3 separate regions of the Rattus norvegicus genome follow, and all the other regions are linked to region 1. Evidence: chromatin contacts called from public Hi-C data. All regions are on one chromosome and are shown on one strand. Each heading gives the region's core, a stretch centred on a gene start, on an enhancer-like site or on the middle of the called end of the contact. The rest is flanking DNA. Distances are from core to core; before and after follow the strand shown. Region 1 holds the start of Hlx (H2.0-like homeobox). Region 2 overlaps LOC120096338 (a long non-coding RNA gene). Region 3 has its middle 210 kb from the start of Dusp10.

Region 1 (3,102 bases), core at 198-2,697:
CTGATAGTAACCTGGCAGTTCCCTGGCGGTTTCAGGTTTTTGGTATCTTATTGCTGAGGGGGAAATAAGCCTGCCTTGAGCTATCATTCCGGAGACACTCATTTGGACAATCGAAAACAAAAGATTTGGCGGTTTCGTTATTGTCGTTATTTTGTTTTCTTCCTGAAATGCTCAACAACAGCTCATCTGGATGGCCTGTGGTCTGTTTGGGAGAGGGGCGGGGAAATCCATTCTGACTATAATTTAAAAGAGAACGAATTCTTAAAATAGAGATATGGATGCGACAGAAAACCCCCACTACACCCGGCCTGAGTTCTAAAGACCCCTAGTGAGAATGGAAGGCGCTGGCTGTAGAGGCTCGGACAGTGCCTCCCGCCAACAGGCCAGAGCGGATCCTGGAAAAAACTGCCACCGAATTAAAAGTAGGCATTTAATCTCAGAGGCAACCGCTCCCTGGCACTTGCAAAATGTAGGACCCCACGTGACCCGGGGATGTGGTGGCCGCGGAGGGTGGCACTTCCTATAAGGTGCAGAGAGGGGACACGCGTGCTGCTCTCCCGGGGCTGCACTCCTTGTTGATTCCGAGGCTCGGGGCAAAAGTTTGGCTCTGTCTAAGGGAGACGTTTGGAGCCATCTATCTTATTTTGTTTGAAAAGTCACTCTTTCAAGTTGTCACTAGAATGACAGCTCAGAATAAAACTAATTTGCGGCCGGCCCTCCTCCTGGCTTCTCGGAGGAGCTCCCGTGAGCTGAGAGGCCAGCGGACTATAGTAGATTTGGGTCGGGATTTTGGGTTGTAGGGGCGCTGAGAAGATGGAGGCCTTTACCTAGGACTTGTGATAAAAGCACTTGGAGAAAAGTAGAGAGAAGGAAAATCGCGTGAGAGCAGAATACGGAAGGGACAGCCTGTGGACCGCCAGCGTGGTCTGTTGGGGCGTTTGGGGGTTAGGGGGTGCAGTACATCAGAGTACAGGAGCCTCAGTGATCTCCTCCTTCGCAGCTCCAGAAAAACTCCTGAGACGGACTCCGAGGCTCTGCGGGTGGCGGGTCCCCGAGCTGCAGGGGATAGAGGACAGCCAGAGGCCCTAGGAGTCGACTTTCGGCCCCTAAGCGGCTCCCAGATACTCTCAGGACTCTGCTCAGCCCACGCGGCCGCAGAAAACACTTTGGCGTGGCCAGGGCGTGGCTGAGCGTGGGGCCACGCCCCCTCTTTCCCAATTCCCCTCCACTCCGGAGTCCCATTGGTCACGAAGACAGCCAATGAGCGCACGGATCAAGGTCCTACCCCGGGTCTGACTCGAAAGCTCCTGCCAAAACTTTGGGAGTTTTTAGAGAGGAGTTTTTTTTTTTTTCCTTTTTTTTTTTTTTAAACTAACGGATGATTATTGTTGTTTTAAATTTAGCTCTTAGGGCTTAGCTGTTTGGGTTTTTCTTTCGGTGTCGGGCCCCTGTCTCCCCGGCTTCTGCGGAGTAGCAGAACGAGGCCGCGTCCGCCGCCTCGCCCCAGCGCCGGGCGATCGCCTCCATCCACCGGACGGAGAGCTTGCCCGCCGCGCCGCCTTTCAAGCCAAGCCAGGGGCCCAGGCCGTGGCGGGCGGCGATCGGGCCCTCGCCACGTCCCTCGGTGGCGCTAGGGCTCCCGGGCTGGCCCTCCGCTTCGGGGCGAGCGGAGAAGCGAAAGCAGCTCGGGCTGGGCTGGGACACCGCCTCTCCCCGAGCACCCACCCACTTCCCCACTCACCCAAGACCCCGCCGGGATCCTGCCAGGATGTTCGCAGCCGGCCTGGCTCCCTTCTACGCTTCCAACTTTAGTCTCTGGTCAGCCGCCTACTGCTCCTCCGCGGGCCCGGGCGGCTGCTCCTTCGCCTTGGACCCGGCCGCTGTCAAGAAACCCTCTTTCTGCATCGCGGACATCCTGCACGCCGGCGTCGGGGAGCCGGGACCCGCTGCAGAGGGACTGGTGGGGGCCTCGGCAGCCCTCACCGCACACTTGGGCTCCGTGCACCCGCACGCTTCCTTCCAAGCTGCCGCCAGATCCCCGCTCCGTCCCACCCCGGTGGTGGCGCCCTCAGAAGTCCCGGCTGGATTCCCTCAGCGGCTGTCTCCGCTCTCTGCCGCCTACCACCAGCATCTCCCGCAGCAACCACCAACGCAGCAACAGCAGCCGCAGCAACAGCCCCCGCCTCCACCCCGGGCGGGCTCCCTGCAGCCGCCGACTTCGGGGACGCGGGTGGTCCCCCACCATAGCGGCTCCGCCCCTGCCCCCTCCAGCAAAGACCTCAAATTTGGTATTGACCGAATTTTGTCTGCAGAATTTGACCCAAAAGTCAAGGAAGGCAACACTCTGAGAGGTACGTATTGCTGGAAGGCCTCAGGCCTCACAACCACCAAAGACGGCCTGATGTCATGTTGGTTTGGGGTGCTTTTATATTTAAAGACAAAACGGTAGAATGAGGGTGATGAAAACGAAATTAAAGAAGACTGTGTGACATGTAAAAGTCAACTATTCCATGTTTTAAAAAAAATACTTTCGGGTTGCTTTAACAGCACAAACAAAAGTTTTGCAAAAGTGTGTGCGATCCACCTTTTGAATGAAATAAGTGCAGAAAGACCTAGATCTTTCTGACAGGGAAATCTCAGCATCGGGACACTTTGCATTTATTTGATTTCCGGTAAAATCCTTAAGAATTGCGGGAAAAGCAAACCGGCTAGTCTAAGCTCTTGACGGGAGAAGGCTGAGTGGGGGGCCTGAAGGGTATAAATATAGGGTTTGTAGAATTCCTGGAAGGCGTCCGAAAATTACCACCTTAGCAACATTTTATGAAAAGCCTTTCCTTGCTGTGGGATGAACTGGACATTCTTGACACACACCCTGGGGCAATTCAGGCCCCACTGGCGGTTGTCTCAGACAGCCTTTCTTGTGAATAAGGGGTTCTTTTGGAGTTCGGCAGGCTAAAACTGGATCAAGGAAGAAGGGAAAGGAGGAACAAATCTGCCTAGAGTGTATGAGTTTGTGCAAGGTGTAACCGACTCTTCTTTCGCCCTGCCCAGATCTCACATCGCTGCTAACTGGTGGGCGGCCCACAGGGGTGCATCTGGCTG
Region 2 (3,265 bases), core at 19-2,518, 270 kb after region 1:
AAGCAAATTTTCAGATAAAGCTTGGTACCTGGGTCAATGATGAGAAACTTTGAACTCTGTACTCTTTCGTTACTCCGGGTTGCAGCTTTAGCTGTGTGACCTTGAACAATCTGCGCACGGCTTTAAGCCTCAGTTTCTTTACCTTCAAGACATCAGAATGCTCATCGGCCTCGTTTCTCCTCGTCAAAAGGCTGGATAATATGATCTTTGGACACGGCTTGGCAGAGTGTGGGCTCAGAGACTGACACTTAACTGCTGCCGTGCAAATATCTGCCACAACCTAAGTTAGCAGGCGGAGGACCCGGAAGTTAATCCACCTGAGGCTTAACTCTGCCGAGGAGGACCAGAGAAGGTCAGAGAAATCCCTTCAGCTTTCATCATTTCTCCTTGTTTATGTCTCTTCATATTCCAAGAAGGAAGCAGCTTCCCTTCTTCTATTACTACTGTCCCCTGCTGGCTGGGGAAGGGAAAGACGGGAGGCCAGAGGTGAAGCACAAGTTGCCTCCTCTGGGCCTCTTCTCACACTTCCCTCTGCCAGGTCCTCGGGTTTCTTTAAATATTAAAGCCAAATAGGCTCCTATAAAAAGACGTGAGGGCATGAATACCATCATTGCCTCTTCAGTACTGTAAAATTTTACGGTTATGTAGGAACTCAATATTAAAATAAAAAGCCATGAGGAAATTCCTCTGGATAAATAATTAGTTGTTCCCGGAGACAGATCGCTGGGGCAATGAATTCTCCTTCTTTCTTTTTCTTTCTTTCTCTCTCTCTTTCTTTCTTTCTTTCTTTCTTTCTTTCTTTCTTTCTTTCTTTCTTTCTTTCTTTCTTTCTTGTCTCCTCTCTCTCTCTCTCTCTCTCTCTCTCTGACTTTTCAACGTAGACAGATGGTTTACGCATCTTCAGCATCCAGGGCTTTTGGGGGAAGCGTTATATAACCTCAGAGCAGTCACCAAATGAAATAAGAAATTCCTCGTTTGGCAGACAGAGCTCGCGTATAGAGTTCATAAACTTTAAGAATGCTCCCAAGTCCAAAATCAGAGACAACCTGCTCCAAGTCAGTTCCCATTTGCACTTAATTAGGGAGTGTGTTTTGGAGGTCAGTGAAAACCAGCGGAGTATGTTTTCATAATAACTTTCCTCACAATAAAATTATTCCGGAGGCAGCTGTCCAACTTTTTCTGGAATGAGGGCAAGAAAAATGAGGACACGAAGTGCAGTTATTGGATACCTTATCTGGAGCTGCCCAAAGCGTTGTCTGAGATCCAAAGAACACACAGTACCTTCTGGATTGGGGGAGAAGAGCCAAGCGCTTTTATAGTCTCAACAATTTTCTTTAACTGTGCAATTTTGCTTTATTGCTAACAAGTAAATGAAGCAGTTTGAGGATTTCAAATACTGGGGAGCAGAAGCCCTCCTGGAGCTGTAATTGTGTCATTCTTCCTGAAGGGAAGTGGGAAGGGTTTGGGTTGAGGACAACACAAGAGTCAGGTTCTGAGAAAGCAGTCGCTGTGTGCTCCTGAGCTACTCAGAGCTAACACAGTGTCAGGCGCACTGGGCATCGCTACCGCTGTGTGCATGTGAGCTGCTCAGAGCTACCTCAGAGCGTGAAGCACAGTGGGCATCGCTGCATCTGAGGGCAGAGTTGCAGATGGTGCTGTCCTTGCATTCAGAGCTCCAGAGAAAAAAGTGCTAACCCACGATCCTTGCAAATCTGAAGAAGCATGTTTCCTAATATTTTAGGCAAACAAACCCTAACAATTCAAGTTCTTTGTACCTCGTTTATTAATTTTTTAAATAATGTTTTTCAAACACTATGTTCTGTTTTTTTAAAAGATTTATTTACTTTATTTATTTGAGTACACTGTAGCTGTCTTCAGACACACCAGAAGAGGGCATCAGATCCCACTACAGATGGTTGTGAGCCACCATGTCGGTGCTGGGAATTGAACTCAGGACCTCTGGAAGAGCAATCAGAGCTCTTAACCACTGAGCCATCTCTCCAGCTCCATGTAATATGTTTAGATCTTATTTCCCCTCCTTAATTTCTCCCACATCTCATCTCTCTCTCTCTCACTCTCTCACTCTCTCTCACTCTCTCTTTCTCTCTCTCACTCTCTCTCTCTCTCTTTCTCTCTCTCTCTCACTCTCTCTCACTCTCTCTCTCACTCTCTCTCCTATTCTCAGATGACAAGAACAAAAATGAAAAATGTAAATTAAAACAAACAAAAACCCAATAATACAAAAAAAATGCCAAAACAAACCCCCCAACACACACCAACCACTATGTCTGGTTCATGTTGGTCACTCCTCTTGGCCCCAAGGCCTGCCCTGGAGAGTGGTTGATATACCCAGTGACAGTCCATTGGAGAAAACTGATTTTTCTCTTTCCCAGCAAGTAGCAATTACAAATAGCTTCTTGGGTCGGCATGGAGCCCTATGTCCACTCCCCTCTCAGTTCTGGACTCCTCTGCCTTAGACCTGTGTGCACTGCCACGGCCTCTATGCATTCACGTGTGCCTCAGTCCTGTGGTGTCTGGAAGACACTGTTTCCTTAGAGTCAGCCACCATGTCTGGCTCTTATAATCCTTCCGCCCCTCTTCTACACAGCTCTCTGAACCTTGAGGGCAGGGCTCTAATGTGTTATCCATCTTCTACTGCAAGAAGAGGCTCTTTTCTGCTGATGCCGAGCAACGCTCTGAGCTGTGAACATAGCAGTAGGAGTCATTTCATTGCTATCGTCCATAGCAGAATGACAATAGCAGGCTTTCTACTAGGCCCGAGGACCGTCTAGTCTCAGGCTCTTGGCCACTTTAACAGTGTCAGGTGTGGGGGTCCATCTCATGGGATGGACCTTAAAGCTACATTTACTTATTTTTAAAGTATCCTTTTAGCAGCCTGGGCTTCGCAATAGTGCTAGATCAGCCTGGGCTATATTGAAAACCTACCTCAGAAAGGGAATGCGAAAAATTGAAAACAGAGAATGAGACAGGAACGTAGTGGTGAAAGTTTATTGCTTTGGAGGTGTCATGGGGAGCATCAGGAGTTGAAGACCAGCCCCTGCTCTATAGCAAATTCAAGGCCAACCTGGGCTACCTGAAATGACCCTACCTCTATCATTGACCACCCAACAAGAATATCTTTCCAGATATTCTTAAATTCCGTTTGGTTTTTGTCACTCCCCTTAAATTCAGTTAGACTCATAGCTTCCAAGTTGAAACCGAGCTGGTTTTTATCACCCTAGGAAGCTCATGATTTTGACACATC
Region 3 (3,218 bases), core at 230-2,729, 460 kb after region 1:
CTCTCTCTCTCTCTCTCTCCCTCTCTCTCTCTCTCTCTCACACACACACACACACACATACACACACGCATACATGTGCTCACAACAATGTATACATCTTTAAAATAAGCTTTTAGAATTCTTTTCACCGGTTTGGTATCTTTTTGAGAGAGCAGAATGCTGTCTCCATTTTAATTTCAGCCACAGCATGAAGTTCTCAGTGCATAATAGATTGGCAAACAGCTGCATACATTGTAAGAAATCAGGTTAAGGACCACCACGTGATTTGGGAGGAGCCGGAACTGTTACGAAGGCATCTCTATGTGTTTGAAGGACTAGAATTAAGAAGGCAGAGGTGGGGAGGCACACCTTCTCTAAGGTTTTGTTCCTGGTATAAACAGCCCTGATGGGTACAAACACTAGATAAACTGAGACTAGATAAACTGAGTCCAATGTCCCAAGGGCACCAGCGTCAACAAATAAAACCAAGGGAAAAGAGCATCCCCCAAAGGGAACGAGCTCCTCAGGCCCAACAAGGCTGGCTGCCCTAGAGTCCACTATGATATTTAGATGGAGTAACAGTTACTTCTAGTAAACCACTCCTCCTATACTAGCTGACTATAGAGCCACATCTTTTCAAAATTTAATTAAAAGTGTAAAAAGTGAACTCTCAGAAATTTTCAGAGTAGAAAGAGAATGAAGGAGATAATTTCTTAAGTGATGAAAATATTTTGGCTAGTTCAAAAGAAAACAAAGCAACTAAAAATACTAGAGAGACACCCCCTACAACCGCGGCCGCTGAAACTCTTTAATTTGCAGAGTTTCTTAACAGATCGCAAGAGACAGTTCTTGTTCCCGGGAATGGCCTTAAATGTGTAATTTTTAAATGTCAAATCGTGCTTGGGTTACCCAATTCTAGTGCAGGGCCACTCCCAATTCTGGGGGCTAGGACAGACAAACAAAAATTCTCCCCACACTTTTTGGTAATGATATTTTTCAGCTGCAGCGCGGGCACAGGGGTGAGAGTGAAAACCAGGTGAGGTTGAAAGAGATCCAGGAACAGATGGCCTGGATTTTAACTTTTTTCTGGGCCACCTACTGCTCCGTCGTTCTCCCAAGGATTGGCACAAGATCCATCTGCTACTCTATTTAAATACTTAAACGAGAAGCTGCACAGTATTTGTCCTGGCTTTGAGAACTCTTTTTGTTTTTGCACCTTTACAACCAACATCTGGATGTACCACAAACATCCAGGAATGCTTTGGGTTTTCACAGTCCCAGAAACACGCCCTCTGCGCACAGCTCCTTGTGGGAAGACAGACCCCTGGTGGCCAATGACTGGAACTACAACCCAGGATTGTTCTGTGATTCTTGCTCTCAGAGTTTAGTTTGGGTTTTTCCCATCCCGATTCCTTCCCTGCTTTCTGGGCCCAGATTGCTGTGGAAGGTGGACATAGCGCAGCTGTGTGGAAGTAACTCTTAAGTTCAAGTCGAGAGACTTCCAGAACAGTTACATCAGCTCTGGGAAAGTTCCGAGTCACAAGGTCTCTGAAGTTGGCCAGAGCAACACACTAATAGTTTTTAAGTGACTAAAATCTCTTGGCCAAGTGTTTGGGGAAAGTGCTTGATCTTCACCTCAAAACGCCTGTACTTCCTCTGCCGACTACAAGATGCTTCTGTTTTCTTTGGTGGAGTAAAGAAGAAATGTCAAAAGTGTGAGCTCTCTCTTCCTGTAAGCCGCCAGAGGTGACCTGTGAACATGGTTTGCTACCCTCTTGACCCAGAGAACCCCACAAAATCATGCAAATCAAGAAGTCCAAACCTTCACGTCCACTTTAAAAACACCAAGAAAACTGCCCAGGCCATCAAAGGTGTGCATATCTGCAAAGCCACCAAGTATCTGCAGGATGTTACTTTAAAGAAGCAATGTGTGCCATTATGGTGGTATAATGGTGGAGTTGGTTGGTGTGCCCAGGCCATACAGTGGGGCTGGACACAGGGATGGTGGCCAAAAAAGAGTGCTGAATTTTGCTGCATGTGCTTAAAAATGCAGAGAGTAATGCTGAAGTAAGGGTGTAGATGTAGATTCTGTAGTCATTGAACACATCCAGGTGAACACTGATGAACTTACAGAGCTCATGGCCGGATTAACCCATCCATGAGCTCCCCTTGCCACATCGAGATGATCCTCACTGAGAAGGAACAGACTGTTCCAAAGCCAGAAGAGGAGGCTGCACAGAAGAAAAAGATATCCCAGAAGAAACTGAAGGAACAGAAACTCATGGCACAGACATAAATTCAGCACAAAATAAATGCAGATAAAGTTTTAAAAAAGAAGTGTGAACTCCTTTGGCACTACAGAAACAACCATCTCGATCATCAAAGTGTGGCCCCAGGCCGGGTGTGACCCTGTACCACAGCTAAGCATGGGACTGAAAGATGAACGCTCCAAGAAAATATGTATATACCTGAAAGAAACCAGAAAGCCTCTTCTGACCCTGCCCTGTCTATTCTGGTTCCTCGTCTGTTCTTGTTGAAGCTTCTGGAAGCTGGCTGAAAAGAGTCCCTGAACACTGTGTAGACATTCATTCTCGGGCAAGGATAGAACACCTAGATCCCCGCTGCTGCCATTCTATCTGTAAAGGAGGAGCCAAGACATGCGTCCAAGCAACGCATGCCTGCAGTCGGGTCAAAGTGTCCGCTGAGGTGACACACCATGGTTGAAGATTCACTGGTCTCCTCCCCTGCTATCCCAGAAGGTATAGTGTAATCAACATGGCTGGATCTCTTGTGGTATAACTGTAGGTCTTTCTGTTCCTTTGTTATACGCTTGCTACTGTGTCTGTGGTGTCAGGTCACACAGCCCCACCTTCCTGTTTGTGTTTTTGGGGACACAGCATCCTTGTTGTAGCAAGAGGGACATAGGTCTCCCACCTTCATGTAACACACACACACACACACACACACACACACACACAGGGAAAGAGGGGGTGATGTATATTCAGGGTCTAACAGGTCAATGATTTTGTTTTCCTCCGGAAAAGAATGGGAAGAGATATTGAAAGCCCTCCTTTGTTACAAGAAAATCCTCTTAGTTTAAACAGTTCAGTGAAGCAATGGATGTGCTTTACTTTCTTGTTGCTATGGCTAAGGCAACAAAGGGCAACATAAGAACGGGCTTATTGTATGGCTCTTGGTCGGAGGGAATACAGTCCATGGAGGTGAAGCATGGCACTGGG

What was found. A called contact is a pair of places that touch in the nucleus more often than the background predicts.
Region 2: a Hi-C map of Schwann cells shows a contact between it and region 1, with 4 times the contacts expected there. The contact joins the enhancer-like site here to the promoter of Hlx in region 1. A contact is called at or near these places in 9 of 12 Hi-C or Micro-C datasets (the A7r5 cell line, the Rat2 cell line, Schwann cells and 5 more).
Region 3: a contact with region 1 is called in a Hi-C map of the A7r5 cell line, with 8 times the contacts expected there. The contact joins the enhancer-like site here to the promoter of Hlx in region 1. A contact is called at or near these places in 11 of 12 Hi-C or Micro-C datasets (the A7r5 cell line, the Rat2 cell line, Schwann cells and 7 more) and 1 of 1 datasets of contacts at active chromatin or transcription factors (oligodendrocytes).

Annotation. Positions count from the first base shown.
Region 1 is chr13:98,815,609-98,818,710 of GRCr8, reverse strand. It overlaps Hlx (H2.0-like homeobox), which reads left to right and starts at 1,447. Exons shown (of 4, transcript NM_001077674.1): 1 at 1,447-2,351; 2 at 3,052-3,102. The coding sequence starts at 1,769.
Region 2 is chr13:98,540,889-98,544,153 of GRCr8, reverse strand. It overlaps LOC120096338 (a long non-coding RNA gene), which reads right to left. Exons shown (of 5, transcript XR_010057117.1): 2 at 29-3,265. Among named protein-coding and RNA genes, the nearest start is that of Hlx, 270 kb to the left of the region's middle. Within about 2 kb of position 1,268, at least 6 of the 93 cell types and tissues checked have an H3K27ac peak or open chromatin away from gene starts, as enhancers often do.
Region 3 is chr13:98,355,677-98,358,894 of GRCr8, reverse strand. No RefSeq gene overlaps it. Among named protein-coding and RNA genes, the nearest start is that of Dusp10, 210 kb to the right of the region's middle. Within about 2 kb of position 1,479, at least 9 of the 93 cell types and tissues checked have an H3K27ac peak or open chromatin away from gene starts, as enhancers often do. A contact at or near this core is called in the A7r5 cell line, where this site is marked.